Regions from separate parts of the Mus musculus genome. Here regions 1, 3, 4, 5 and 6 are each linked to region 2. Evidence: chromatin contacts called from public HiChIP or PLAC-seq and promoter capture Hi-C data. All regions are on one chromosome and are shown on one strand. Each heading gives the region's core, a stretch centred on a gene start, on an enhancer-like site or on the middle of the called end of the contact. The rest is flanking DNA. Distances are from core to core; before and after follow the strand shown.

The links. Promoter capture Hi-C pulls out the DNA fragments that hold promoters and counts their contacts. HiChIP or PLAC-seq counts read pairs in DNA pulled down with a chosen protein or histone mark.
Region 1: a promoter capture Hi-C map of stem cell-derived epiblast-like cells shows a contact between it and region 2, with 2.7 times the contacts expected there. The contact joins the enhancer-like site here to the promoter of Slc25a26 in region 2. A contact is called at or near these places in 4 of 39 promoter capture datasets (the C10 cell line, embryonic stem cells, liver and 1 more), 3 of 115 datasets of contacts at active chromatin or transcription factors (embryonic stem cells and pancreatic cancer cells) and 2 of 9 other capture datasets (adipose tissue and liver).
Region 3: a contact with region 2 is called in a FOXA1 HiChIP or PLAC-seq map of pancreatic cancer cells. The contact joins the enhancer-like site here to the promoter of Slc25a26 in region 2. A contact is called at or near these places in 8 of 39 promoter capture datasets (the 3T3-L1 cell line, 3T3-L1-derived adipocytes, the C10 cell line and 3 more), 1 of 484 Hi-C or Micro-C datasets (the C10 cell line), 2 of 115 datasets of contacts at active chromatin or transcription factors (pancreatic cancer cells and stem cell-derived neural progenitor cells) and 2 of 9 other capture datasets (embryonic stem cells and pancreatic islet).
Region 4: a contact with region 2 is called in an H3K4me3 HiChIP or PLAC-seq map of bone marrow-derived macrophages, with 7 times the contacts expected there. The contact joins the enhancer-like site here to the promoter of Slc25a26 in region 2. A contact is called at or near these places in 12 of 39 promoter capture datasets (the 3T3-L1 cell line, the C10 cell line, the HPC-7 cell line and 7 more), 1 of 15 datasets of contacts at CTCF or cohesin (the NIH/3T3 cell line), 3 of 484 Hi-C or Micro-C datasets (bone marrow-derived macrophages, granulosa cells and hematopoietic stem cells), 14 of 115 datasets of contacts at active chromatin or transcription factors (the 230-238 cell line, T-cell acute lymphoblastic leukemia, acute myeloid leukemia and 6 more) and 3 of 9 other capture datasets (adipose tissue, embryonic stem cells and liver).
Region 5: an H3K4me3 HiChIP or PLAC-seq map of embryonic forebrain shows a contact between it and region 2, with 5 times the contacts expected there. The contact joins the enhancer-like site here to the promoter of Slc25a26 in region 2. A contact is called at or near these places in 13 of 39 promoter capture datasets (the 3T3-L1 cell line, 3T3-L1-derived adipocytes, the C10 cell line and 7 more), 1 of 484 Hi-C or Micro-C datasets (embryonic limb bud), 14 of 115 datasets of contacts at active chromatin or transcription factors (bone marrow-derived macrophages, embryonic basal ganglia, embryonic forebrain and 10 more) and 4 of 9 other capture datasets (adipose tissue, embryonic stem cells, liver and 1 more).
Region 6: a contact with region 2 is called in a promoter capture Hi-C map of liver. The contact joins the enhancer-like site here to the promoter of Slc25a26 in region 2. A contact is called at or near these places in 17 of 39 promoter capture datasets (3T3-L1-derived adipocytes, the C10 cell line, HPC-7-derived erythroid cells and 10 more), 2 of 15 datasets of contacts at CTCF or cohesin (the NIH/3T3 cell line and large pre-B cells), 5 of 484 Hi-C or Micro-C datasets (bone marrow-derived macrophages, megakaryocyte progenitors, neural stem cells and 2 more), 13 of 115 datasets of contacts at active chromatin or transcription factors (the SCID.adh cell line, acute myeloid leukemia, bone marrow-derived macrophages and 5 more) and 2 of 9 other capture datasets (adipose tissue and pancreatic islet).

Annotation. Positions count from the first base shown.
Region 1 is chr6:94,887,932-94,892,153 of GRCm38.p6, reverse strand. No RefSeq gene overlaps it. Among named protein-coding and RNA genes, the nearest start is that of 4930511E03Rik, 54 kb to the left of the region's middle. Within about 2 kb of position 2,668, at least 11 of the 459 cell types and tissues checked have an H3K27ac peak or open chromatin away from gene starts, as enhancers often do.
Region 2 is chr6:94,498,942-94,503,811 of GRCm38.p6, reverse strand. Slc25a26 (solute carrier family 25 (mitochondrial carrier, phosphate carrier), member 26) reads right to left here and starts at 3,498. Exons shown (of 10, transcript NM_026255.5): 1 at 3,355-3,498. The coding sequence starts at 3,387.
Region 3 is chr6:94,153,199-94,157,851 of GRCm38.p6, reverse strand. The region is part of intron 1 of Magi1 (membrane associated guanylate kinase, WW and PDZ domain containing 1); the gene reads left to right. All of the region lies in intron 1 of 4930511A08Rik (RIKEN cDNA 4930511A08 gene), which reads left to right. Among named protein-coding and RNA genes, the nearest start is that of Gm52867, 72 kb to the left of the region's middle. Within about 2 kb of position 2,786, at least 24 of the 459 cell types and tissues checked have an H3K27ac peak or open chromatin away from gene starts, as enhancers often do. A contact at or near this core is called in liver and pancreatic cancer cells, where this site is marked.
Region 4 is chr6:94,964,581-94,968,842 of GRCm38.p6, reverse strand. No RefSeq gene overlaps it. Among named protein-coding and RNA genes, the nearest start is that of 4930511E03Rik, 23 kb to the right of the region's middle. Within about 2 kb of position 1,587, at least 10 of the 459 cell types and tissues checked have an H3K27ac peak or open chromatin away from gene starts, as enhancers often do.
Region 5 is chr6:94,082,269-94,086,896 of GRCm38.p6, reverse strand. All of the region lies in intron 1 of Magi1 (membrane associated guanylate kinase, WW and PDZ domain containing 1), which reads left to right. Among named protein-coding and RNA genes, the nearest start is that of Gm52867, 140 kb to the left of the region's middle. Within about 2 kb of position 1,901, at least 25 of the 459 cell types and tissues checked have an H3K27ac peak or open chromatin away from gene starts, as enhancers often do. A contact at or near this core is called in embryonic basal ganglia, embryonic forebrain, neural progenitor cells and 1 more, where this site is marked.
Region 6 is chr6:94,994,844-94,999,549 of GRCm38.p6, reverse strand. No RefSeq gene overlaps it. Among named protein-coding and RNA genes, the nearest start is that of 4930511E03Rik, 53 kb to the right of the region's middle. Within about 2 kb of position 2,564, at least 2 of the 459 cell types and tissues checked have an H3K27ac peak or open chromatin away from gene starts, as enhancers often do. A contact at or near this core is called in liver, where this site is marked.

The sequences.
Region 1 (4,222 bases), core at 1,419-3,918, 390 kb before region 2:
CTTCTTATTTATTCTCTAAAACATACTTTTTTGTTTTGTTGTTGTTGTTGTTTTGGTTTTTGGTTATTTTTGAGACAGGATTTCTCTGTGTAGCCCTGGCTGTCCTGAAACTCACTCTGTAGTTGAGTAGCTGGCCTTGAACTCAGAAATCTGCCTGCCTCTGCCTCCCAAGTGCTGGGACTAAAGGCATGCGCCATCACACCCAGCTAAAACATACGTTTTAATGGATACTTATGTATAGATTATCTGAAGATGATTTAAAGATGGAGGGGTGATGTTCATAGGTTATTACAAACATTGTGCCACTTTATGAAAGACGCTTAATCATCCATGGATTTGCCATGTGTAGAAGTGCTAAAACTAACCCCTATGATACTGAGGGCCAATGTGTGTGTGCATATGTGCATGTGTGCATGTGCGTGTGCGTGTGTGTGTGAAAGAAAGACAGGGGAGGGAGAAATTTCAGAAATGTATTTTATTCCTAGACTACCACACGTTTTGAAACTTAGTATACGGAATCCTCAAGGCAGAACAGTGTCTAGAGTGAACTAGACCTTATAGATTGGCACTGAACTTCGTGACAGGGCAGTAAAGAAGTGAAGGATTTATCATTTATGAACCTGTAACCTAGGAGAGAAACCATTCAGTTCACTGTATCTCAGTGGCCTCACCCGGGGAATGTAGGAAATTATGTTAATAGTTCCCAAGATAGAGCCCACCACTTTCTTTTCATTTGGTTATTTTTAGCTCACTTCAGTGGAAATTTCTATGAAGGAGCTACAAGCATCAATGTGCACAGCAAATGTTGGGGTCCTTTGGTCTGACAATCTGAGAAGTCAGAAAAATAAATGAACCATCTTTGGAAAGAACAGTGGAAATACTCGGCTTCACTGAAAATTCTAGAGAGCTGTCGCCTGTGACACAGTCCAGAGCAGTTCTGATTTATCTCAAGACTTAGTGTGACCAAACCAGCGACTCCTAGGCCCTGTCAGGGCATCACTGACAACTGTAGGTGCTTTTTCTTTTCCTCCATGAAATTCTCCAATTAAGTCTCTGAGTTAACTCAGTGTGTGTGTGTGTGTGTGTGTGTGTGTGTGTATTTCATTCTTTTAGCTCTGTGAACCCTTTTTGTTTGTGGGAAATGTATTGTTTTAGGTCTGAATTATTCTCTTCTGGATATGTCCTCATGATGTTATTTATTGGGTATGCCCCTAAATGTCTTTTATAACAATCTTTGACCATTTTAATTAGATTAGTAGAAAATATCAATCAGAAGATTTGTAATTTGCCCTGAAATTCAGTTACTAGATCTTTATTTGTTTATTTAGCATCAGTTCTGGTTCTTAGATTCAGGGTGTCTGAGTTTCCACTCTGTTGTGGAGACACTGAACTTCACAATAGGGAAAAGTTCTTTGTCTCCCAGGATCTGTCTAGAAACCTAACATGAGGACAGGAACTTGAATACCCACAAAAATATTCCCCTTTCAGGACTCTAGGATTCAACTGGAAGGCAAAAGGCTAAGCTTTAACAATCCTGGCAATTTCCCACCTCCCTCTGTCTACCAGCGAGAGTTCACCAAATGGTCCTTGCCATGGGGGGAGAGAAAATATTCCTTCAACAATAGCCACCAATGTTAAAATGCTGAGCTGCAATTACAGCTCAAGGAGATGCCCAGCTGGAAATATTTGAAAGAATTTTGATACCCAGTGGAAAACTCTGGAAAGGTTCTGAGGTTAAAGGTCACGTGTGTAGCCTTAAAAACTATGCGTGACAGAGTTGTTTTTCCATCAACACATGGCAGGTGAGTCGTGGACATTACATCTGCCTCCTCAGGGAGCTGACAAAATGTCAGGACTCTATGCCCAGCTTAGCCTAGCCATCACTCACTTTCAGACCTTGTACAAACAGTTTCAAGTCTCCCAGCCCTTCCTTTCCATTCAGGCTGTTTTTGAAGTTAAACAAAGTCATTGACCATCACAAAGAAAATATTCAAAGCATTGTATGGGAAGAGGGGTGTGCAAAATGCGACCGTTTACTTTGCTATGTTTGGATTACAAACAAATATTCACACCTGTGGTAGGCCTCTGACTGATGAAGAACCTAGCAAACTATTTGAGACAAACACAATTTCATACTTTTCATGACTGCAAGTCTATTCCACAGTCTACTGCCAAGACGGAAGAATTAAAGTACCAAGGAGAGAAAGTGAAGCGGTCGGTGGGTCCTAAACCGCAGGCAGCAACTTGCCAAACTGGTTGAACTCTGCCACTGCTCTGCGGAAGCATTTCATGTCTAGATTCTCCAATCTTGCTTGGAAAGAAGGTAGGGGGATCTTTAAAGTAGCATTAAGAGCATCAATAGTCTCAAGGGAGACCAGAGAGAGAGGTGGTGAATACTCTTCCCACAGTGTTCAGGCCAAGTGTGACAAGCTGAACCAAGCATCGAGGTCAGGAAAGCCAGCGTTATCATTTCAGTAAACAGTATGGCCTAAAGAAGCCACACGATGGGTTTCCTTGCTGTTAACGGCGGTCAACCCAGTGGCATAGTAACTCCATAGTACCCAAATATTGATTGGGTTGCCAACACCCACTTCAGAGGTGACTGGCTGACTACATAGAGACAGCACCTGTCAACAAACAAAGGAGTCCTTCGCGGCTTCACTCCTTCAGCTAAGTGCATCTTCTCAAGAGAGCTTCAAAGGCAATTACCTGGCTATTTTTAGAGCCATTCGGGATACCGTCTCCTTGACGTTTCTCTCGAAGATCTGTGCAGAGTTATTTACTGAACTTTAATTTCCTGGAATTCAGGGTTGGCTTAGGGACTAAGTTATTTGCTCACTGTTGCCAACTGGTAGCCAGACACAGTGGCAGACGAGGACCCACAAGGCTCCGCCCTCATGTGATGACTGAGTTTGTTGGGTGGTCCCTGTCTTCTCATAGCTTCTTTGCCCACAGATTTCCCTGGGAGGTCCCAGAGGCAAATGTATTATTTGGTGGATGTAGAGAAAAAATACGTCAAAGCTATTTTCCTAGATGAAGCTTGATACATTTGTGGGAGTAGCCAAGTTGCCTCCTGATTAAATACTGTAACAATTAAAGCAGGAGACAAGGGGTTCCAAGGAAGCCAAGACAATTGCACAACGAGGTTCATTTTATTATTCCAGCTCCTTTGATAACAGAGTTAAAGGTTCCCAGGTCAGCAGAGTGGTTGTTGCCCGGGCAGCATGTTCAACATTCTATAAAGCACAACAATGTTATTTGTGTTTAGAAAACCATCTGGGGTATGGGAGTGTCATTTACCTTAACTGTCCTCTAGAAATTGAGGAAGGTTGTGGGCATTGCTGTGTCCCTTCTCACATTTGTTGCCATTCCAATTTCCATTCTTCAAAATATCACCATGGGGTATTCCCATGCCCAGGTCACGAATTCATCATATCCTTGCATAACCTCACTTCAAACCCTAACACATTGGTACTAAACTTTCAAACTAAAATTAGGCCTGTGGGTGTTCCCTTCTTCCTGTCGACAAGGGCAAGACCCACCAGACACAAAGGCACTTTGTGGCCTGTCCCAAAGAACGTGTGCTTGAGACTGTATCAGCATTTGTCGGCTGTGGAGTGTCTGCTAGAGAAGGGATGAGGCCCGAATGATAGCAAATGTACCAGGGATCCGGGTCTAAAGAAGGGTTAGCTTCCATCAGGGTGAGAAATCATGTACTGCTGACTTTTACCCTTAAGGAGCGCTGTGGAGTTACGTTCAATTGCTTATTGGGGGGTTGACTCAGAGTTTTGTACCTGCTGGGCAAATGTTCTACTGCCGTGCTTTGCCCCATCCCAGCTACCAAAATTCTGAAGGGGAGGCTAGAAGAGAATACAGTAGATTTAGTACCACTCCTCAGGCTTGGTGTTGTGGGCCAGGGAATAGTTCCTGGATGTTTTCTTTAAGATATTGACTGTCTTTGACCTCTATTTACTAGGAATAGACACACACACACACATACACGTTATGACCATCAAAATGTCTCTAAACAGGGTCAAATCCCCCCCACAATATAACCCCAAATTGAGAAGCATTTGTGCTAAATTTTATATCAACTTGACAGAAATTAGAATCATCCAAAAAGAGGAAACCTTAATTGAGAAAATGTCTCCATCAGATTACCTGTAAGTAAGTCTTTAGGACATTTTCTTGATTGATGATTACTATGGGAGGTCCCAGTCCA
Region 2 (4,870 bases), core at 2,249-4,748:
GCATGTACCTGCTCTATGTAACCCAGGCCCATGGGGTCGAGGAGGTCATGGGAGCTGGAGCCACAAAGGAAGAAGGAAGAGAAAGAGACAGGATGCACGGCTCTTTGTGGAGACAGGGTTGGCTTTATGCATCCTAGAAGAGGCTCAAAGGGATGTCGGAACAGAGCCACCATCTGGCATCCTTGTCACTCTTTTAAAGGATTTTAATGCCGTTCAGCAAGTAAACATGCTGCCTTCCTTTCCTCAGAACACAGAACAAAAATCTGATGAGAACTGTGATCTGCACCGATTCTTTAAAAACAAGCTGCACTGTGGTTTTCTCTTTAATCTCCCACAGTTCAGAGAAATGCTAGCTATCTGGTGCTAAACTTTAATCAATGAATTCTTCTCTAAATGTAGGGCTGCTGTGCAGGCATCAATTCTCTAAACCTTTTTCATCATAGCTCTTATCTTCTGATGATAAAATGACCAGAGATTTGGCCTAGTAAAACGGCAATCACAAGTTATTCTGTGTGTGGACTTCACGCTTCTATAATTGAGATGTCATTTACTAAGATGTCTCATAACTTTATGAGCATGACAAACAGAGACTCTCGGAGCATCTGCTCAGCCACGTAATATATTTAACACTTAAGCAAAACCTTTAGGGAATGCATACAATTTCACAAGTACTCTGTGCAGACACAAGTCATCACCAGCTAGATTGTAAGAGGCACTATCAGATTCATTTGTTCTTTAAGTTTGATCATTTGCTAAAAAGGTTATCAGGCAACTGACCAAGTTCAAGATTTAGGGTGACTTGTGCTGAAAAAGTGTAAATTCAAAACAAGACAAGATGGGGTGGGGGGCAGAAAACTCGAAAGCTGTGCACAACCAATCAACTACCTAGGACCTGAACGGCATGCATGAGGCTCTGAATGCAAGCACCAGTACCACCCCCCAAAGTCAATCTGTGCCTCTCCCTGCAGAGAGACATACATTATGCTCTTAAATTTATCAAGTAAGTGATATAATACATACTGTACACTCCCACCTCTGACTACACGCAACTATGGGTGAACCCAAGTCTAGACACATACACACAGGTGGCTAGAGGTTAAATACCTCCCTGGAATGGGCTTTGTGATAAGTAGGAGTATTATTACTGCTTTTTATTGCTTGGTTTATAAGGAACACTGCAGCATAAGTCAAAGCCATTCAACATGAATATGCCTAGTCCTTCAAAACTTCTTCAATCCACTGGCTGCAGCTGACAGGCACTAGGTAAAGAATAACTGAGAGCGTGCCCTCATCGGCCCTTGCTTCTCCTCTCCATTGGCAACCTGTACACTTGCACAAAACGTGGAGCGCCATTCACTCCAACTATGATGAACTACTATGGTTCCCAAACATGTCCAGAACTTTCTCCTTCTCTGCTTTAGCTTAGGTTTTTCTCGAAATCTGGAATGGCCTTCTTACCACCTAATTCTCCCCCCTTTAAACCCCACAGACACACATATCCCTGCCAAAAATCCCATCTGCTGGTTTGACAGCAACCAAATGCTATTCCTCATAGAGCTATCCCCAACCTTCCAGTTAAGAATAAAAGGCTACCTCCTCTATTCCTCTCATAACTATATTTATATATTCCTTTATACTACCAATCATGTGTGGTAATGCAAGAGTCTTCGGAGTACAAGTCAGGTCAGTCACCTTCAACTTGTCTAACAACTAACCCAGCATCTCTGACACTGCAGGGTTTCCCAATCAACCATAAGATGATAACATTTCTAGGCGTTCGTTCCCCCAATCACAGTGGTACTTATACCCTGGGACACTTCTCTAAAAGCCAATTCATCATCGCCTCCTAACAGGAGGGCTGTAGGATTCAATCTGTTCAACGAGGCTGCTCTTAAGAATGAAAAGGTGGCTGTCGAATTGGGCTTGAGTATTCTTCCATTCCTTCAGAAATTCTCTCAGGTTAAATTATGGCCTCAGAGCACAGGTCTGTTATCAGACAGAGCTAGCTGGCATGAGCTCACTTCTTGGGAGAGCCTTGGATCTTCTTAGAAAACGATTTCATTTCTATTTCTTCATGTACAAAATGGGGGAAAGAGCACCTGTGCTTTCAGAGCTTTGGAGAAGTAAATAACAGTAAATGAAAATTAAATACAATGAAATGAGCCTGGGTGCGATGTGCTATGTGCTTGTGCTCGTGCACATATGTGTGTGTGTGTGTGTGTGTGTGTGTGTGTGTGTGTGTGTGCAGCCCAACCTTGAGTCAGAAGTCTTTCTCATTGTCTCTCCTCTTTCTTCACTGAAGCAAAGGATCTAGAGATCACTAAAGGTTAGTCTAGCTCACCAGCTTGCTCCAGGGATCCCTTGTCTCCACCTTCTGAGCACCGGAATTACACATGGGCCACCAGACCCACCCAACATTTCCCAGGGTTCTGGGAACTGAACTACAGATGCTATAACTACTGAGCCATCTCCCCAAACACAAATGAATCTCATATATTTAGGATGCCTGGCCCATAACCTGTTATCACCTCTTCCCATAATGTCCTGAACCTAGTCCACCTGTCACTTACCCGAGCAGTCACTTCTGTACTGTCTCCTACATCTAACTCTTATGGGCAGGTTTCTCTTGTTCAACACTCTATCTCCAACCCTTCCATCAGAGCAGTAGCTAGTTCTGTAAACAAATGCCCCTGGGCTTCTATTTGCCCTTAGCAGGAGCATTTTAAAAATGAAGGTATTTCTTGTCTGCTTCTGTTCACTCTTCCAGAATAAAATCAAAGTTAACCAGTCTCTCTTACATCTGCTAAATCTATTATCTCCTGCTAGACCTGCTGTTATAGGCCCCTCAAAAAGCACTGGTTCTCATAAATCGACAGAATTAGCCAATAAACCATCGACTCCACAACACCACTACTTATGCTCAGTATTTCTTCAAAGCCTAAACGTGGAGAAAAATGAGCAGATTACTAGGAACTAAATGTGTAGAAACTTCAAAAAGACAAGCTAGTATCTTGGATGGATGGGTCGTAAGTGTTTTCCTGAATAGTGTGTATTTGCATGTTTAATTCCCAAGTTCAGGTGAATATGGTGTACAAGGGAAGTCTTAATTTACTGAAGCCTTCAGTAAATAAGACAATGTGTCAAGCATACCTCATCTCTAAAAGCCCATCAGAAGCCACCAAGCCTTGAGAACAGACTTCCCAGACGTCTCTAGGCTTGGTCCTAGATCTAGCAGCCAGTGACCTGAGGACAGACCGACCACTGCTTAAACCCGGAAGAAAGCGGCAGTGCAGAGAAGCCGCCACAGCTCCCACGCAGCCTGCACCCAGCAGCCCACCCCTACCCGGTACTCACCACCAGCGAGGCCGTGAAGCCCGGCGCGTCCATGGTCTCCCAACGCCGCCAAGGTTAAAAATCACAAGCTGGGCAAAAGCAGGTGCTGACTTAAAGAGCTGGGCGCCGCCATGTTGGGGCGGGATATGGAGCAACTACTTCCGGGGCAGAACTCGTGACGTCACACCACAACAAAAGCACGTGCGTCGCTCGGTGCTGGTCGCTGAGCCTTTCCTGGAGGACCCTGGGGTTTGGAGCTTCTCCGGCTTCCTGTCCTTCAGCAGCCGGCTCCGGAGGCGCTAGGCAAGAGCCTCGCACAAGCCTGTGGCCCCGGATGGGATCTACGAAAGACCCCGGAGGAGAGACCAGAGCTGGCAGGACTGGGACCAGGCGGCACTGCCTGTACCTGAAGGCCAGCCCTGTGGTTTCCTACTCACAATCCAAGTCCGTTATTCCTTCGCTTTATCTGTGCAGGCTGGCTGGATTTCTGTTGATCCAATTCCAGAAAGAAAGAAAAAAAATGTTAAACAAAAATACGTTTTTATTACCAAAAAAAAAAAAAAAGTATTCTCCATTTGTACTGACGTTTATTTCTCTTTAAATTAATGTACTTAAAGTAGGAGAGTGATCACTAGAGACTACGAAGGGAAGAAGGATGGAGGTAGCTGCTATCAAAATACAATTAGTTAGGGCCAGTGAGATAGCTTAGTAGGTAAAGGCGCTTGCCTCCAATTCTGGAGGTGACAACTAACAAATTCCTATTAGATAGGGCGAGTGAGATGGTTCTGCAGGTAAAAGCTCTTGCCACCAACCCTGCAACCTGAGTTCACTCCCTGGGACCCATAGGGTGAAAGAGACAACCAGTTCCCACAAGCTGTCTCCCAATGTCTGTGGACATACCTAATATTTATTGTATATCATATATTTTGCATATTATATTTTATTACATATTAATATGTTGATAGTGAAATAAATAGAATTTAATACTTAAAAAAATACAGCTTAATAGTGAGTGTAACTCAATGGTAGAATATGTGTTTACCTAGCAGGGCCCTCGTGTAGATGGAGGAAGACAGGAAGAATAAGTACCATTGCTCTGCAGGACAGTAGGATTGCTAGTTTACAATTTACTTACGTGTGTGTGTGTGTGTGTGTGTGTGTGTGTATTTCAGTTGGTATTTGAGTTTCACTGTAGCCTATGATAGGCTAGAACTGGCAATGTAGTTATGTAGTTCTGGTGACCTCAAACTCATAACAATTGTCCTGCCTCTGCCTCCCAAATGTTGGAATTACAGATGTGAGCCATTACACTTGGATAATAATTTGGGTTTTCTTTCTAGGGTCTTGAACATGCAAGGGCAGTATAGATGTAGCCACAAAGGCTACATATATAGTTCCACCTACCTAGTCACTGTTATATATTTTTATAGAGAACTAAAAGAAAATAGAAAATTTCAAAGATGACCCACAAAGAAATGATATTTAAGGAATTATACATGCTAATGGCTGACTTAGCCATTTCACATCGTGTGGGTGT
Region 3 (4,653 bases), core at 1,537-4,036, 350 kb after region 2:
ATGTATGTCACACCATATATGTGTAGTACCTACAGAGGTCAGAAGAGACGGTGTTGGACTCCTTGGAACTGTAGTGACAGATAGTTGTTAGCTACCAGGTGGGTGGTGGGAATTGAACCTAAGTCCTCTAGAAGAGCCACTAGTGCTCTCAACTGCTGAACCCTCTCCCCAGTTTGACTTTGATGATTTTAACAGTGGATGGTACAGGAATCTGTTTTCTCTCCACCATGTATGTTCTGGGGATTGAAGTCTGGTTGGTGATCCAGGCTTGATGGCCAGTTGGGTCGACTTGCTGGCCCTACCAATTTTTGAAGTGCCTTTTTTTCAGGAAGAAACCAGTTTTACTGTAATTTCCATGAAACGTAAAACAACAACAGAGCAAGTAAAATCTGTAAAAATGCATATCTAGTTCATAAATTTTCTGCACTGGAAACCTTGCCTTCCTTCACCTTGTAGAAAAGTGACTTCCGTTGGATGACGTAAGAACAGCTGAAAGGTGGGTGTGGAGATTTTGTTCATTTAAAAACCATCTAACACGCTTTTTATGAGGTGGCTTTTTTGGACAAACAGTTTGAAAAGAATCTTGTTATTGAATTTTTCCCCTAAAATATGAGTGTTGGTGTCTTTCCTATGTGTTATGCGAGGAAACGGGAACAATACGTGCGGTTCTCTTTTAGGTGCGACCTCTAGGTGTGCTCTCCCATCTGGGTTTGTCTTGCTTTGATGAGCTTACAGCCCATTCTAAGCTCGGTTTCTGTAGCTGTCAAATGGACCTGGCCATGGTTCCTGCTCCTGGAGTTTTTGAGGAAAATCCATGAGATACTCTACTGTTTTCCCAGGTTGTCTGATCACAAAGATTTCTCTAAAGCAGCACAAGTTAGTCTACACGGTCTTTAAATTCACGTCTATACTTCCACATAATCTTAAATAACACAGTGAATGAGCAGAGATGTCAGTAAATCGCATAGTAAAATTTGTTAGTTTTTATATTCATTAGAAGGTTTTATGTACTCTTTGCTTTATTCATTTTCTTTCCTTTTTGCGCAGGGGTGAAGAAGGACTGTGGGTTAGGAACTTTTCCCCTTGTAATATAACTAAAGAAATAAAGTTTTCAATTAGAGTCCCTTAACCATGCAGGGATTTTGTGAGCAGGGAGTGATTTCCTGTTATGTATTGCTAGATGGTACGGGGTGGAGAATGCTGCTTTGGAAAGTGTAAAGTTTCCAGTGTGCACAGTGAACACAATGATTATCTGTGATGCATTTTCTACATACAGCATCTGTTTAGAGCTCTGTGTATGTGTCTCATTGTTTAACCTAATATTTTTATAGCTGGTCGCTTGTCCCAGGTCTAAACTGCAAATTTATAGCCAAGTTTGACAGCTGTGTGGGGCTACTTGGGATAGCACTGCATTTGTGAAGTCTTCTATAGGACATGTTGAGGTTTGGTTGTATTTGTCACCGTTGGTTGCGGTGTGTGCTACAGGGACTCCTACAGAGAGTGAGGTGTGGCTCTCAGCTAATGCAGCTCACTCACTGATCACCCCAGTGTTCAGCGGGTTCCTAGGTCTCTAGGCTTCCATTGCACTTGGAGCTCAGTGGAGCCACATACTGTGCAGCAAAGCTCTGGCTCAGTGGCTGGCCAGGGGTGGAATGAGGGCTTGATGTGCTCTCAGATTGCTAACAGGAACTCAGAGCACTGTTTACTGCCATTGTAGAATCCACCTCATTCTTTAAAGAATTAGTCACTGCACAAGTTTCATTAAAGTAGGCTTTATTGTGGGAAAACAAGGTATAAATTTTATTATTTTTTTTCTTCCCGTAGTTAATGTTTATGTGATTTCAGATGCTATTAAATACAATGGGAGGATTTTAGTCTGTAGCTTGGAGCGTTCTGAAATTGGGATATAGTTGTGGTTTCCTTTTTGTTACAGGAATCTCTTGTTCTCTGTTCTTTGTTCCTGTCCTTTCCCATCCCATTCTGTCCTGTCTCATCTTGTTCTGTCCCATCTCTGTTGCTCTGGTGATTGAGCCCTGATTATCAAGGACCTACATATACTGGGCATCTCTTCTGCTGAGTCTTCCTACTTTAGCCTCTCTAGTAGCTGGGGCTTCAAGCCTATGCCACCATGCCTCCCCCCATCCCGCCCTGTTTTTTAACCCTTTATTGGATCATATCATCCTGCCCTCTTGAGGGGATCCCTGCTGGTGTCACTGTAGGCAGGGAAAGAAAGGGACCACAAAGAGGTGAGAATAAAACTTGGTTCAGTTTGACTTATTCAAACTTTATCAAACTTGCAGACTCTGATGCCAGGTGGTTTATTGAAGGCATATTTAAACACAATAGAATCTGGAAAAACATTTCCAGGCCACAATTACTCCCATTCCAGGTGCAAAGAAAGCTTAAGGTATGACTGTGTAGACACTCATTCACAAAGGACATGTGACCAGTAAGGCGGGTCCTATAGCTCAAAGTATGATCTCTCCCTGAGCTTGCATAGAGGTCAGCAGGCCATAAAATACATATGACATTTCTCCTAAGGACCATTTCTTAGTTGATGGAAACTTAGGATAAAGGCCCAGGGAGGGAAGAGTCTGGGATAATCATTCTAGGGGGTTTGGGTGAAATCTGCTCTACACATAGCAAAAGGATTGCCAGGCTGTAAACAACATCCATTCCACTTTCTGGGTGGAATGCAGGTATTTCATCTCCCCCACTGAGGACACATGCCTCTGTGTTTAACATTCCTGGCTTCCCTACTGCTTATCTGGGAGTGTAAGGACCTTGTACTTTTGCACCCTTATGCCCCACTTTTGCTGTGTAGCTTAGCATGGCCGAGTTTGGAATCCTCCTGTCTCATTCTTCCCAGTGCAGGGAGTACAAGTGCAATAGCAAGTCTGACCTCAAGTTAAAATGTTCTTGGCAATCCTTTGGGAGATTTTCTCAAATATCGGCTTTTATGACAGGCCTTGTTCTACTGGAAATGATTTTTTTTCTTTTAAATACAATCAGTGTTTTTTTGTTTTTTAAAGTTCAGTTTTTGAGGATTTGGATGCATGGACACAAGCTTTTGATCAGCATGAGAGGGGGGGGGAGTGGGTGGTTTGGTGTGTGTGTGTGTGTGTGTGTGTGTGTGTGTGTGTGTGTGTGTGATAGGGACATATACATGAGAAAAAAATGTGTGAATAAAATATTGTATGTGTGCGTTTGAGAAAGTGTCTGTGAGAGAACGAGAGCTGTTTTGTTTGTATGTGTATGAGAGACAAAGCGATGTGGGGCATATAGTGAAGTTTAAATGTCAGCTAGGGTCCCTTCCCTTAGATTCACATTGTCATCTTTGTCCTGTAAGGCATCTCATTTTATCATTTTGTTTTAATTTTTGAAGTAGTGGGTTAACCACATCACCACAGTTGGCTTTGAGCTCCTAGTGCTGCCTTCATCTTCCGAGTTCCCATCCTCAGCCTAACGTGTGTGAGCCAGTGACACGGACAGCGGTGTGCTGGAGGACACACGGCTTCCTTCTGTGCCATGGAACCATCCGTTATCCTCATGCACATGCATGTGCACGCCCACGGATGCGCTTGCATTTTGACCATCTTCTGAGCATCCTCTTGGGTACTTCCCTCCTAGAAAGCCTCCCTTGACAGCAGTCAGTGGTAACTGCCTTCACTAAGTTCCTTCCTGCCCTGACGATGTGTTGGGAATACTTGACTCTAGCCTCAGCCTCACATGTGTTCAGAAGTTGTACAGCATAAGCTTGGAATTTGTTGGTCAATCCCCCTTTCCCTCAAGCCAATCATCACCATGGCTCACAGTGTATTCAGGTAGCTGAGGGGATGGGAGGGATGGCTCAGAAGGCAAGTATTGGGCATATTGCTGGTCCATATAGAGGCTGTGGTGACATGGTGCACTAGCAGCTGGACTTCTTAGAGGACTTTGATGTGAGAAGAAAATAAGTTCTTTTTTCTTAAATGAGTGGCTTCTCTGTTCCCTTTCACACATTTCCCGCCCCCGTACATATCAAATGGACACTTTCCTTATTTCATTCATCCATCTCATTCTGACCTAAGGCAGCTATAGTTTCTGTCTCCATTCATAGTCATGTTATGAGGTCAGCTGAGAGAGCAGACAGGAGTAAGGTGGTGGTTCCCAGTCTTTTAGTGACTGTACTTCAAAAAATTTTCATATTCACTAATACTCATGGTGTTAGAAAGCCACTAGGAACCCAGTATTTAATATTATCATATGTAGGCAAAATATAGATATAGCACACATACATGTGTGCAATACATCTGACCTTTACTTTGTGTATAGTAGAAAATACAATAAGGACCTTAATTTGTACTCAGATAATTTATGGTTCGCATGTAGAATCTCAAGGCCTGTGGAATAATGGTTATCACTATGCTGGATTTTGCTGGCTAGAGTTTATAATAACATTGTACTGGACTGTCTTGAGTATCTAAGTAATATTTTTCTTCACTTGTTTAGAATGGGAAAATTAAGGCTTTTAGTTTTTTTGAATGAATGTCTTAATTTTGTGTGTTCAGAAACATCTTAAAAGTCTGTGAGTGCACCCCCCCGCGGTTTTGTGTGTGTGTGTGTGTGTGTGTGTGTGTGTGTGTAAGATTTGTAAATCAAGTTTCCAGTTTG
Region 4 (4,262 bases), core at 338-2,837, 470 kb before region 2:
GTGTTGACCTCTGTTGGGGCCTGCAGTAGCTCCCGCCCAGACCTGGCTTCCTGTAGTACTCCTTCAGCACTTTCCAAAGAACCTTCCAGCACTAGTGCTATATAGCTTTAGGATTCCATCAACCACAGCTGTGTACCAACAGGCATTTGAGGAAAATGTCAAAATTGAATGCACTTTATTTGTTTTTGTTTTCTCCCCATAAGACTTGCGGTGTAATCCAGGGGACTAGAAAGTAAATAATAGGTCTCTCTAGCCAAGAAGTCATCTCAGTGTCATTTTTAGAATTTGTATCTACTTACACACATCTGGAAGAAAGAGTCCAGCTCAGAATCCACAGCTTGGTGACTTCTGAACACCACTGAACACCACTCTGTTACAGGTACCAGCTCAGTTCAGTAAAAGCATTGGCAGCATTTCCAGAAGTCTCCAGATTCTCCGTGGCTCCTTCTCAGCCCTGGCCCCTCTAATCGCTGTCTTGCTCTGTATTCCATACAACTTGGATTGGTTTTGCTTTGCCACGTTTGAATCCAGTCAAGCAAATGCAATTGTCTCAGATGTCCAATGGACGTTTATCAAATAAGTACACAGTCACCTTCAAGTAAGTACTAATTTTTAGTACATTCAGAAATATAAGCACTATTTCCAGTGCTAAGTGGTGCGTCCAGGACCTAGTGTGTGTCAGGTAAGCCCTGGGCCACGAACAACCACGCCCAGCCCCAGCCTGTACTTTTTACATGTGATGCCCTTTCCCTTCCTCTATGTAATAAAAATGAAGTACAAAGATATTAATTGGAAAATCAAACTTTCTCTCTCTCTCAACTTCCCTTTCCTTAAATGTAATTTCCATGAGCAATTTGGGTTTTATTTTTTAAAACCTTTCAGGACAATGTCAATGCCATTTTCTAGAATTTTTATTTCTTCATTTCTGCACTCTCCTCCTTCTCCTCTCTGTTACTATGCCACCCTAGGCCATTTTTATGTATGGTCATACTCTTTGTTATGTTCTTTGTATCATTTCCCCACAAACCACTGTGTTAAAAGTATTTCCAGCAGAGGTTGAAAGACGGCAGGGATAGGCATTTTATACTTTGTGATCAAACAATATTTATTGATGAAAGAAGGCCAGAAGGAAAGGCAGCTTTCCCTTTGTAATAAGGTAAGTAAATTCTCCTGCTTCCTTTCTGTTTCTCCAGGGCTCCAGGTCTTCTACAGCAGGACTGAGTGAGAAAATTCTCTCGCCCATGAGAAAATCCTCTGGGCTCACACTCCAGGAACCCAAGCCCCATCAGGACTAATTATACAAGCAAAAAGCCTTTTCCTGAACTATGGTATTTGTTAGTCTGCTGATTCATTATTAGTTAATGTTTTCTTTGCTAACAAGTTTTTTTTAAAGATGAAAACCTCTCTTTCCACATCAAAATATCTAGACATCATCTAAACATTCTTTAGCAAGCTGGTTTAATCTTATTTTTCTTTAGCAGAGGAAATTGCCATCTCGAGAGGCATTTTCTAGTATTGCAGACTCTAACCCTACAACTTTGTTTCTGTCTAAACAGAGATTTTTCCAATAGGTGGCACTAGTGTGTTTAGACAGAATTAATATGTCCCTAGTGGAAGACGCTGTGAAGTTCAAATAGCTACAATTACCCTTTAGCAACACATTTTTTTTTTCACATACTCAGAGGTTGCCTCGGCTTTTCAGCACCTCAAAGTGGGCTGCAAGATTCCCATACTAGCATTTCAGATGCTGGCCTTGTGCCTACTGGATAAGAAAGACCTGGGCTCAACCCCCAGCAACAAGTAAGAAAATGGCTGCATGTGTTTGCATGTATCTGTGACTTTGGTTCTGGGACAGCAAAAGCAGGAGACTCTTGGGAGCACACTGGCCAGGCAGGCTAGCAAGCACTGGGTTCAATGGGAGACCTTGTTTCAAGAGATTAGATGGAAAGCCATTTAGGCAGACACCAGACATCAACCTCTGTCTTCCATAAGCATAAGAACATAGCCACACAGATACACGTGCACACAGAGACAGATACAGAAAGACATATGCATACATACACAGAGAAACACACACAAACAGATGCACACACAGAGACACACACATACAAGCAGATACATACACACACACACACACACACACACACACACACACTCCATTGGTAAAATGAATTTAAATATACTAGCTTAAATGCTTCAAATCACATATCACCCTTGAGTTTTAGATCCAATCTTATTTTGTAGCATTTTAAAAACATCTCTCAGACATATTTAAAAAACACTTTTCCACATCCCCATGTCTTGAAGAAAAGTCAGTGTGTCTAATTCAAAATAACTTTATGAAATGTTTTCAGTATAAAAGTGGCATTAGATAATTAGGCAAACTTGGAAAATTATAAAAGTGGATAAATTCTCACCATGGTAGAGATTTGCAATAGTGTACAGAGCCTAACACTGGCAGAATGTGAATAGTATTTTATTACAAGAGAGAGAAATAGAGAGATAAATGAAATAGGGCTGCCTTACACTGATGGAGTCAAGGGACAAACAACACTTTACAAGTCCACTTACATTGCTGGGAATTTTACATGGAGTAGAGGACTGTACTACACCGCATCCAAGGTACTTTCCTAAACTCAAACCCTCCATCCATCAGCTGTTTTGTTGAGTGTATACCATTGAGAAGATGTTGTGCCAGTGTTTTGTTGAGTGTATACCATTGAGATGTGCCAGGTACTGCGATTTATACCATTGAGCACAAGCAGCAGGAACAAGGCGTGGTACAGTGAATCCAATAATTCATTACTTGTTCACAAACATAATGAGAGGTTATTGTGAGATTTCCATGAGAGAGCAGATGGTGTTCTGGTATAGGGAACAGGGCTGGGAGTTTTAATCATTAAAAGACAACCAACCAGGCAAGTGGAGGAAGAGGAAGTGGAAAGACTTTTGGTAGGAAAGAGGTCCATATTGTTTAGGAGAAGAGCACGGTTATGAGAGTGGTAACGGGTCCAGGACTAGCACCAGTCAGACCAGAAATTGATTGGATCCTGCTGTCGATTATCAACACACTTAGCTGAGGTTTTGTGTTTTAATTCAAACTAAGGTGGGATGCCTGGTATGGTAGTGCACACCTGTAGTCCTGGCACTGGGAGGTAGAAAGAAAGGACTCAGGAGCTCAGTGTCATCTTTGGTTATATAGCATGTCTGAGGTCAATCTGGACTATACAAGACCCTGTTTTTTAAAAAGCAGGATGGATAGGATTCCATCAAGGAACTTTAAGCTAGGAATGCATGATGTTAATATCAGGCTTCTGTACTGAAGCTGAACTGGGTGATTTGAAGGGAGGATGGAGATGGAGATTCTATTGAAGTAGGTCAGGCATGAAAGGATGATCATGACCACTGTCATGGGAGCATGGTGCTTTAAAACAGCATCAGTAGAAACGGATGCAATTAAATGGGGAGAGGACAGTACAAAGAATGGCTTCCTACTCAAGGCTGTTGAACCAAGTTCTTGGTCTTTATATTAAACTTCAGAAAATAAGCTCTACTTGATCAATAGGTATGCATCCATTTCTTAGATTTCAAGTTAGTCTCTGTTCTAGGCACCTCTCCATCTTTGACTTTATTGAAATCTTCCCTGTGCATCTTTTCCCAGCTGACCCTGTTCACATATCCATCATGCCAGGTTGATCTCTTCCCAGTTCTCCTACAGTTGCCCTTCTGTGTCCTTCATGAAACAGGGAGATGGGCATTACCACATGCCCTTGGTACAATGTGCCGTCCTAGCAGAGGCTCTATTGTTAGCCCTTAGCCAGAATTATGTAAATTACACATTTCAGTCCTTAGAATGTCTCCTCCATAGGAAGAAAGCAGTGTAGAAGTAGAAGTCTCCCAGGACCTGAAGACCAACAGAACAATGGCTTGGGAGACATCTCTTTGTGAAAGCAAGAGTTGGTACCCTAGTCACTATAAAGGTTGAGTCAAGACTAGAGCTAACAATTATTTGGATCCAGGCAGGTTATGGTTTTTGATGAAGTTACCAGAATCCTAAAATGGGAAAATTTCCTGTGAAAATTTGAGTTTGTGACTTCTTTTAGAACAGTGGTTTCTCAACCTTCCTAATGCTGTAACCCTTTAATACAGTTCCTTGGGTTGTGGTGACCACCAACCCTAAAATTATTTTATTGCTACTTCATAACTGTAATTTTACTACTGCTGGATTCATAACGAAATATCTAACGTGTAACCCCAAAGGG
Region 5 (4,628 bases), core at 652-3,151, 420 kb after region 2:
TTTTCTAGATAAATAGAAAGTGCCATCAAACAAACAAACAAACAAACAAGCAAAAAACACAGACAGATTTCAATCTAAGGTCACACCCTTGAAACCTGGAAGACTTAAAAAAAGCCCAGAGGATGGGGTGGAGGCCTTGGTACTGTCAGAGGGGCCCTTGATCTGTGTGTCCCTTAGCTTCAGTGTGGAATGTAGCTTGTTCCCATTGGTAAAGTTTGATTGGAACACAAACATTCCCGTGCATGCTATACAGTCCAAGGCTGCTTTCCGACCCCAGCATCCTCACTGAGCAGTTGCGGTAGGAGTGTGGTTCATGATGCTTCAGATAGAGGAGTCTTGGTCAGAACATTACAAATTGTGTGCATGTTGCTCAGAAGACTTCCGAGTTTAGAGAAACTTAAATAGGATGCTGAGATTGTAGCCCAAAGGAGGTCCTAGGTTTGAGTCGCAATACTGTACACATAAAAGTAGGTGTGGGGAGGAGAACTAGGAAGAGGCTAGCCTGCTTGGCCAGCGTGCTCGAGGACACTGGTTAGATCCAAAGCCTGAGAGAGAGAAATGTCTAGTTTCTTGTAACTTTAATCGCAAGCACAGAGTGGAAAATGAGATTGGTTTATATCTTCACTCTTCTCTTGTTTCTTCCTCTTTCCCATTTCTTGATACCCTGTTTTTGTTTTTGTTTTCTTCCTTCCCTCTTCTGTCTAAAATTCATATATACTAGTAGGAAATATAGACATTCTTGTGGACCATCTAACTAATACCCCCTTACATATTTCCCAGTGTTAATCCCCATGCAGAAACATGTTCTTTCATAGCTGTATTATCACCGTAGTACTGGCATGTAGACCTCTTAAAGGTAGATATTTTGTTCTGTTCACAGCTCAGTCTACAACAGTTTCAATAGTAATGTTGAATAGTTATAAACTTTTTCAGAATCTATAGATAATGGTTTGTTAATCCAGTCCTGTTTAGCTTGTCATTTAAAGATTCCCCTAAATGTTTGTTGTTAAGCACTTTGTTAACTTTTTTAGTTATTTGGATATCTATTAGGGTTTTTTTTTTTTTACCAGTTTTCTTGGAGAAATTAAGCTAGAATTCTACCTTGAGGTAGAAGTATCAGGCCAAAGGATACTTGAAGGAGAAAAGGAACATTTTTTTCTGACATGTGCAAGTCTAAAAGGAAAGTGATTGAACACTAAGAATCAGACGCTTGGAACACAAGAGAAAGGAAGAGCGGAGTCTCTCGGGGAACTCAAGCAGGCTGGAAGACATTCAATAGCCAGAACTGATGTTGTTTCCCCTTCCTTCAAACCTTCCTTCGTCTCCTGGTGAATCCACTTGTATCTACCATCCCTTGCTAAGCTGTATTCCGTCTTGACACACACAGCTTCAGTAGATGATCATTAGTTTTGACCGGCGTGTCTTGTAGAGGTATAAACCATTGGTTTCTGTACTTGTGGGTGGCATACCTGTGGTTCGACCAGCTGCAAACAGAAATATTTGAAAACAACAAAACAAAACTGTCTGTGTTGAACATATGCTACAGGCTTTTCGTATCCTGTCAATGTCGCCAAAGAATCTGATACAACAATTACTTCCTTAGCGTTTGTATTGAGCTGAGTGTTGGTAATACAGTTAGTTTAAAGTATGTGGGAGTGCATGTAGGTGATATGCAAATACTGAGACATTTTATGTAGGGATTTGAGTATCTGGATTTTCCTGTCTGCAGGTCACTTGTCTACTTTATGTTACCAAAAAGCCTTTGCTGGGCCAGCATGACCTCTTCAGCTTCGAGGGGAAGCCTGCTTGTTCCTCTCAGGAAGAGTGGGTGACAGAGGCCGGGACAGCGAGGACTATGAAGAATGCTTGCTTTTATAAGTACTGCATGTGTGAAGCATGTTGATTTGAACCTGCTTTATTGCATCAGTCTCTTACCGCTATTGAACTGAAAGGCCCAAGGCTCCCTGCGGAGCTCAAGCTGACAAGTTGAAATGACAGGATTCTTTGGCTCTAAGCTACCCTTTCCCACTTTATTAGCTTAAGCTTAACAGTTCTTTACAGATCCTGTAGCTGACTTCACAGGCTCAATAAAATGCTGCCTAATCAGGATCTGTCTGTCTGCAGGAAAATAGGCTTTCTTATTTTTCCTCGTTTAGCTGTTGAATGGCAGTAACCCTTGTGTGATGTGACTGTCCACTTTGGCCTTTATCTAAGAAAAAGGACCATGACTGGATTTCAACGGGTTGGCTTTAAAAAGCCACTAATTTAGGCTGAGTTGTGCTGAAGAGCTTTTTTTTTTTTTTTTTTGCAAGGAGGACTCAGTGCATTTCTTCACCACCCCCCCACCCACCCTTTTTTCCCTGTGCAGACAGCAAGCTCAGCTGCTAAAACAAAGCAAACCCAGGGGGTGGTGCACACCTTTGATCTGTGCCCTTAGGAAGCAGAGTCAGGCAGATCTCAAAGTTAGAGAGAGTTCCAAGACAGCCATATTGTTGTTTGTTTTAAGCTAGGGAGGTGAATTAAGTTTAGCCAAAGCTTGCAAAGATTCTCAGGAAAGTATAGAATTATTTTTCTTCTCCAGTACTAGGAACAAAGTTTTTCTCTTGGTCGTCTTTAGGCCTACAGGTTATGAAATGAAAGTCATGCAGCACATTGATTATATTACTAAGCATTTGTGATAAAGCTTACACTAACAATTTTTTAAAAAAAACATTTGTTTTGTTTGTTTGTTTGTTTATTGGGTGTGTAAATACAGGTCCTTATATGCCCTGGAGGGAGAGAGGGAGGGAGAGAGAGTGCACGTGCCAGAGGACAGCTCTTGGGAGTCAGTCTGCTCATAGGATCAGGTTTGGATGGTTGGCCTTGCACAGCAGACTCTTATCTGCTGAAGGATCTTACAGACCAGCTTTGACAGTATTTCTTGTTTTGAGCTCTCTGGATAAGAGACCCGGGGATTTTTATGTCGAAGCTGTTTCTGCCTTGTAGAAAGCAGAACAAAGGGAGAGGAAAACTTGTCCTAATTATTAAGGTTGCGCCTTGCTCAGAGATGTTTAACAAGGCAGAATTGTAATTCGTATGTATCTGGAGAAGTACCGCATGATTTAAAGAGTGCTTTCCCAGTATTGGTTTTATTGTAGCTGTAAAGGCTCTAGAGTGCAGATCACGCTGGCAGGTCTGTCTGAGGCATCCACCTACCATGGATGTAGCGAGCTGGAGAGACTTCTCCCAAGTTCATAGTGCAGAAGCAACAGGATACAATGAATCACTTACAGTCCATACACAAGCATGCTCCTAACTTGTCCACACAACTTGCCCACACAGCAGGACGTAACCAGTGGGGAGCACTGCTCTGGTGGCTTGTAGGTTGGGTTAGACCGAGTTCTATTGCTGAGTTCACGGACTTGGCTGAGCTGCAGGGATATTATTTGTAAGACTGGGGTGACACCTACCTTGTGGATGCTTGTGTGATCCCCCAGAACAGATCACTTTTTTTTTTTTTAAATCCCTGTAAAGCCTTCAGAAGCTTGTCACAGACACGTGACGTGCTAGTGTTTTCCGAGAACTGCTCCTGATTGTACCCAAGTCGAGTTCCACGAAACAATTGAGTTAGAGTATGTGTGAATTACCTGTTAGGGTTTCTTATTTGATCTTGAGGGAATTTAGAAGGATCTGAAAATGTGGAAGAGAAAGAAAATGGCCTCTTGTAGACCTGTATGATCCCCGGGGATCAAGAGTGGGTGAGCCTTGCTTATTAGTTCAGTGGTTGTTTTGACTTTAACCTTGACCGTCTCCACCCGTGACCTCAGTCGTGCTGGGTTCCCTCTTTCTGGGTTTGCTTAGCTTCTTGGCTTTTGCGTGGGGGATTTTTGTCTAGGGTACCTTCCCCACCCACTTTCAATGGCAAAGTCCTTATCTGTGTGTGTAACTACATGATTGGCAGTTGTTTTATTAACTTCTAAACCCTGATTAGGTATTCGGCTTAGTGTTCCCAGAGTACCATAGGCTTGCTCTTAGCATTCCACTCAGCTTTTATAATTGCCCACTTCTTTGTCCCACTGGTCCGCTGGGCTGTGCAGTCTCAGAGGACAGAGAGTATGTCCTGTTTGCTGTCGTCTCTCCAGCACCTAATATAGCCCTTAGCTCCATGACATGGTTTTGAGTACATAAATGAATGATGGTGTGTGAGAGTTGGTTCTCCTGTCGTTCAAGCTCAGTGTGTTTTTGGTTTTCTATTTAAAGTTTCAGAGCTGCCTAGAACTGGCTAAACATAACATCTTTGTTTTGACAGTAGACTGTTCTCTAAAAAAAATGGTAGAGGAAGACTTTTCAAGTTGGATTTATTCTTCAGTGTGTCTGGTTTCTTTTAGGGTGTGTTGCTGTGCAAATGCTCTTTTGGTCGAGGTTTGAGAGGCTTAAAGGTGGCCACAGTGTCTTCACTACGATAGCTTTATCTCCACCTGTTCCTTGTACCCTGAGTGCATCCATCTGTCTGTGGTTGCCTCTATGATCTTCTCTGTCCCTGAATGACTTAGGGGATGGAAAAGTGGTGGTGTTACCACAGGCATTCGGATGTCAGCTCACTTAAAATATGAGTTGAAAGGAGAACCATCTAATTTCCACTAATGAAT
Region 6 (4,706 bases), core at 1,315-3,814, 500 kb before region 2:
ATACACACATCGATGAATGTTTGCTCTCTCTCTGTTCAGTTTCAGAGCTCAGCCCGTGGAATAGTGCCACCTCTTTTTAGGGTACCAAAGTAATTTCACCTCCTGTCAAGTTGACAAGATTAACCACCATAGGAATCAAGAAATGCTGTGTCTTAAATACGACAAACAGGGAAACAAGAAGCTGTCAATATGATTTAATGGGGGCTAAACTTTGTGGATTTTTCCAGAGTGACAGTCCCCATTGGCTCACTGAACCATGCAAGTCAGACTTGCCACGTGCCTGCAGAGCACGTGTTCTCTAGGGGCCAGCTCTGACCTGCTGCCAAGCGGCAGGCAATGAACCTCACAAATATTTGTATTCATTTTATTGGAGGTCCAGCTATTCTGACACTGAGCCAATAGACGCCTACAAAATGCCCTGGAAAGGAAAAAAAAAATCCAATTTCAACTTCCAATCTGGGAAACTTTATAGCCAAAGCAGGTGGTCAGTATTTTTGGATCATTACGTTCATGAGGTCTGCCTTTGTATTTTAATTGATTGCTATAAGGGAGGTGAATTCATAAGCCACTAGTATGTTCTGCCTGCCTTTCATACTTCAGTGTGACTCAAGTAATGAGATTATGTGTTAGAGTCTTGTCTTCTAATGACCCAGAATGCCCTTGTGCTACACCCATGTTTGTGGGAGTGTGGTCCGAGAAACAAAAATTTGCTATTCTTTTCCCTTTGGTAAAATGGAACTGTATAACTATTCCCAGCCTAGGAAATGCGTATGGAAGTAAGAACCAACATCTAAGAACCAGGGCTAGTCTCCATTCTCCTCACTGCTGTTGTGACCTGAAGCCACCTGTTTCCATGAAGAGAGCCTGATTCCCTAACTGAACAGAGCAAATCCTCATTGACTTGCCTTTGACCTTGCAGGAGTGAACGATTCTGTTTGCTGAACCATGAGGAGGTATTATCCTAGAGCTACTAACCCCAACTATTACAACATTAGCAACCAAGGCCATGGGAGTTTCTTAGCTGAAATAGTAAGTCTAAAGACTGGAGAGATGGCTTAACAGTTAAAACACTAGCTGCTTTTCCAGAAGACGAGGGTGAACCCAATTCCTAGCACCTACATGGTGTCTCACAACTAACTATAAATTCAGTGCTAAGGGATCCAGTGCTCTTTCTGGCCTCCTCAGACACCACTGCATACACGGTGCATGGCCATACATGCCAGCAAAACAGGGCCATGCATGCTCCCTCCCTCTTCCCCTCCACCTCCACCTCTCCTCCCCCTCTGCCTCCTCTCTCTCTCTCTCTCTCTCTCTCTCTCTCTCTCTCTCTCTCTCTCCTTCTCTCTCTCTCTCTCTCTCCCTCCCTCCTTCCCTCCCTCTTCCCCCCCCCTCCGCTTTCCCTCTCCCTCCCTCTCTGCCTCCCCCCTCTCTCTCTCCTTCTCTCTCTCTCTCTCTCTCTCTCACACACACACACACACCCAAATAATTAAAACTATTTGAAACTACATTACACTAGTCTAAGAGGAGTGGATTTGAAGTCAGAAGACACAGGTCAAGCCTTGGCTCAAGCACTGACTCGATGTGTATCATTAGGAGGATTTGTTGTTGTTGTTGTTGTTTTGTTTTTCGAGACAGGGTTTCTCTGTGTAGCCCTGGCTGTCCTGGAACTCACTCTGTAGACCAGGCTGGCCTCGAACTCAGAAATCCGCCTGCCTCTGCCTCCCAAGTGCTGGGATTAAAGGCGTGCGCCACCACGCCGGTGACATTAGGAGGATTTTTTTTTAACCATCTCTAGACCCAAGTGGAATTAGATTGAGCCATGTAGTTGCTACGACGCCTTCTGCCCAGCTCTAGTGTAATGTAACCCTGTGAAACCCCATAGCGTTTTTATCCTTTTAGTTCCTATCCCTCCCCTCTCAACACACCATCACAGGACATGAGTAACTGAGGGTGCTAAGTGTGTGCCATACAGACCCTGTGCAAACATACAGGCTCCGTGAAGAACCATGGCACCCTACATGCCTATAACAGTATACAAAAGAAGAAAGTTCTAAAGGTCCAGAGCTATAATTTCAGGGCTCTGCCTAGTACTTGACTAACTCATTCACTGCCTGACTGACATCCAAAAGGGAGTCTAATTTTAAAGAAGCATTGTTGTGACATTGAAGGATCTGCCCAGAAAAAAAAAAATCACTGAAATACAGAGAGTGTTCCTACCACTAGATGTTAAACCACGGCCCAGACTCTAACTTGAGTACTGGAGAGCATGTGGGTTGCAGCTGACTGACATATTCCATCTCAGATTTTAGGGTCTGTATTGACCACTATGAACTTCAGGAGGCCATTTAGCAAATGAACCCTGTAGAGATAGATTTCTCTAAACTCTCCTTCATCTCAAGACACAGTGTGGCTGTCATAGTGTTTGTCTTTCCTTAGTCCCACACATGCAGTAATGGTGTTTCAGACCTGGGGCTCTTGTACTGGGCTGCAGTACCCAGGACTTTCCACTCTCCTTTGGACAAGGCATAAAGGTTCCACGTTCAAGGTAGAAACAATCATTTTAAATGTTGACTATCTAGCTCTGCTGACTACAGTTAAATGTGTTTGCTGCTCGTTCAGATGACCAAGTTCAGTTCCTAGCACCCACGTGTGGCTCACAGTCACCTGTATTTCCAGCTTTGGGGATATGTAACACCTTTTTCGGGCCTTTGCACACACTACCATATACTCACACAAACACACACATCCATGCTTAAATAAAAATAAGTCTTAAAAAAAAAACTAACAGGCTAAGCTCTGAATATTAGTGAGAGGAAAATGTCAGTGGGTGAACTTGGGTACAAAGGGCACCAGGATGAGAAAGGGCACAGCGGGCACAGGTTATTTTTGGACAGTGTATTGCTGCTAGGGAATGAGTACGTCCTCCCAACCTGGCCCACCTTTTCAAACTTCTGAGATAGGATGCTGCCTTTCCCACTGCCTGCTGGCTTGTGCTGTGCTCAGAGAGGTCTGAGGCCGCAGCAGCTTCTCTTGCCTGCACCCTTCCCCTAGGTTGATGATGTTGGGCCTCCGGTGTCTGTAATCCATTATTTTAGAGGGAAAGTCCCTTTGTCACAACCTTCTCTGGCTTCACAGTTCAAAAGGATATTCAGGAGCCCTAAAGAATGACAGAAAGGGGGAAAAAAAGCTTCTGTTTACAAGCAAGGAAAAGACCTCTGCTCTCTCACTACAGGGCAGGAAGAAAATAGATGTCTCTGATTCTTTCTCAGTGGGTAAAAGTCGGTGAGGACCAGACTGTAAAGAAGGAAACAGCAAAAAAAAATATTGGCGGCAGGTTGGTCTTTGTCTGTCCGCATTTTTTTTTTCAGAACTTGATTTAAAGTCTATGGACTTCTAAGTTGTTCCTCATTAAGTCTAGATAAAATACTAATTGCTTCAGTAAAACATTGGGGGTTTTCTAGTGCCATATAAGGAGAAACAGTATGCAAATTTTAGTTGTAGGTTCTACACAGAATTTTATTCTTGCATCATATTGCTTTTATTTATTTATTTATTTATTTATTTATTTATTTATTTGGCCCCAAGCACAAGTTTCCCTTTATACCATATTTCATTTTTGCCTGTATTAAGCTGATTTGACTTTTTTCTTTCTCTGCTGGTTCCTGATGTGAGCTTGTTGTCCTCCATTCTGGTTTCTCTCTTATTAGAAATGTAGCCTTTTGTTGTGTGTGTGTTTTCCTGTCTAATCCTATTTCCAAGTTCCCAAGTCTTCCCACCCTTTGCCACAGTTCCTATTAGAGGCTGTCTTAGTTACGATTCTATTGCTGTGAGGAGACTACATGACCAAGGCAATCTATTAAAAAGAAGCATTTAATTAGGGACTTGCTTACAGTTTCAGAGGGTTAGGATCCATGACCACATGGCAGGGAGCAAGGAGGCAGGCATGACTCTGGAGTAGTAGATAAAAATTTATATCCTTAGCTGGGCATGGTGGTACACGCCTTTAATCCCAGCACTTGGGAGGCAGAGGCAGGTGGATTTCTGAGTTTGAGGCCAGCCTGGTCTACAGAGTGAGTTCCAGGACAGCCAGGGCTACACAGAGAAACTCTGTCTCGAAAAACCAAAAAAAAAAAAAAAAAAAAAAAAAAAAGCCGGACGTGGTGGCTCACGTCTTTAATCCCAGCACTCGGGAGGCAGAGGCAGGCGGATTTCTTCGATCTATGATCAGAATCTAATTCAGCATTAACCATGCAAAACCCTAATATTTATATCTCCAAAGCAACTCTACTTACAGCTTTTGTTGCACTTGCATGTGTCTCCACTGTATCCGTCAACAAATTGTGGCCTGTGGGCAGGTCCTGTATGCTTTAAAAATATTTTTTTCTAGAGTTTTATTTTTTCCTTTTAAAGAATAAGCAATTCAGGTCATACATGGTCTTCAGAGTATAATATATTTGTTCTTAATAGAAGAGGTTAACAAAGCCTTTGTAATGCTTGGGTTTTGAGATGTTAGAGAGGGTCTGAAATCTGCTGGGCCCTTTTGAAACTACTGGTCATTAACTTAGCTGAATTCAAGTTGTCAGTGTTTACTTCCCTGCTGTGAATCGCAACTGCAATTTTGATTCAGTTCTTTTTTTTTCCAATTTTTTATTATGTATCTTCTTCATTTACGTTTCAAATGATATCCCGAAAGTCCCCTATACCCT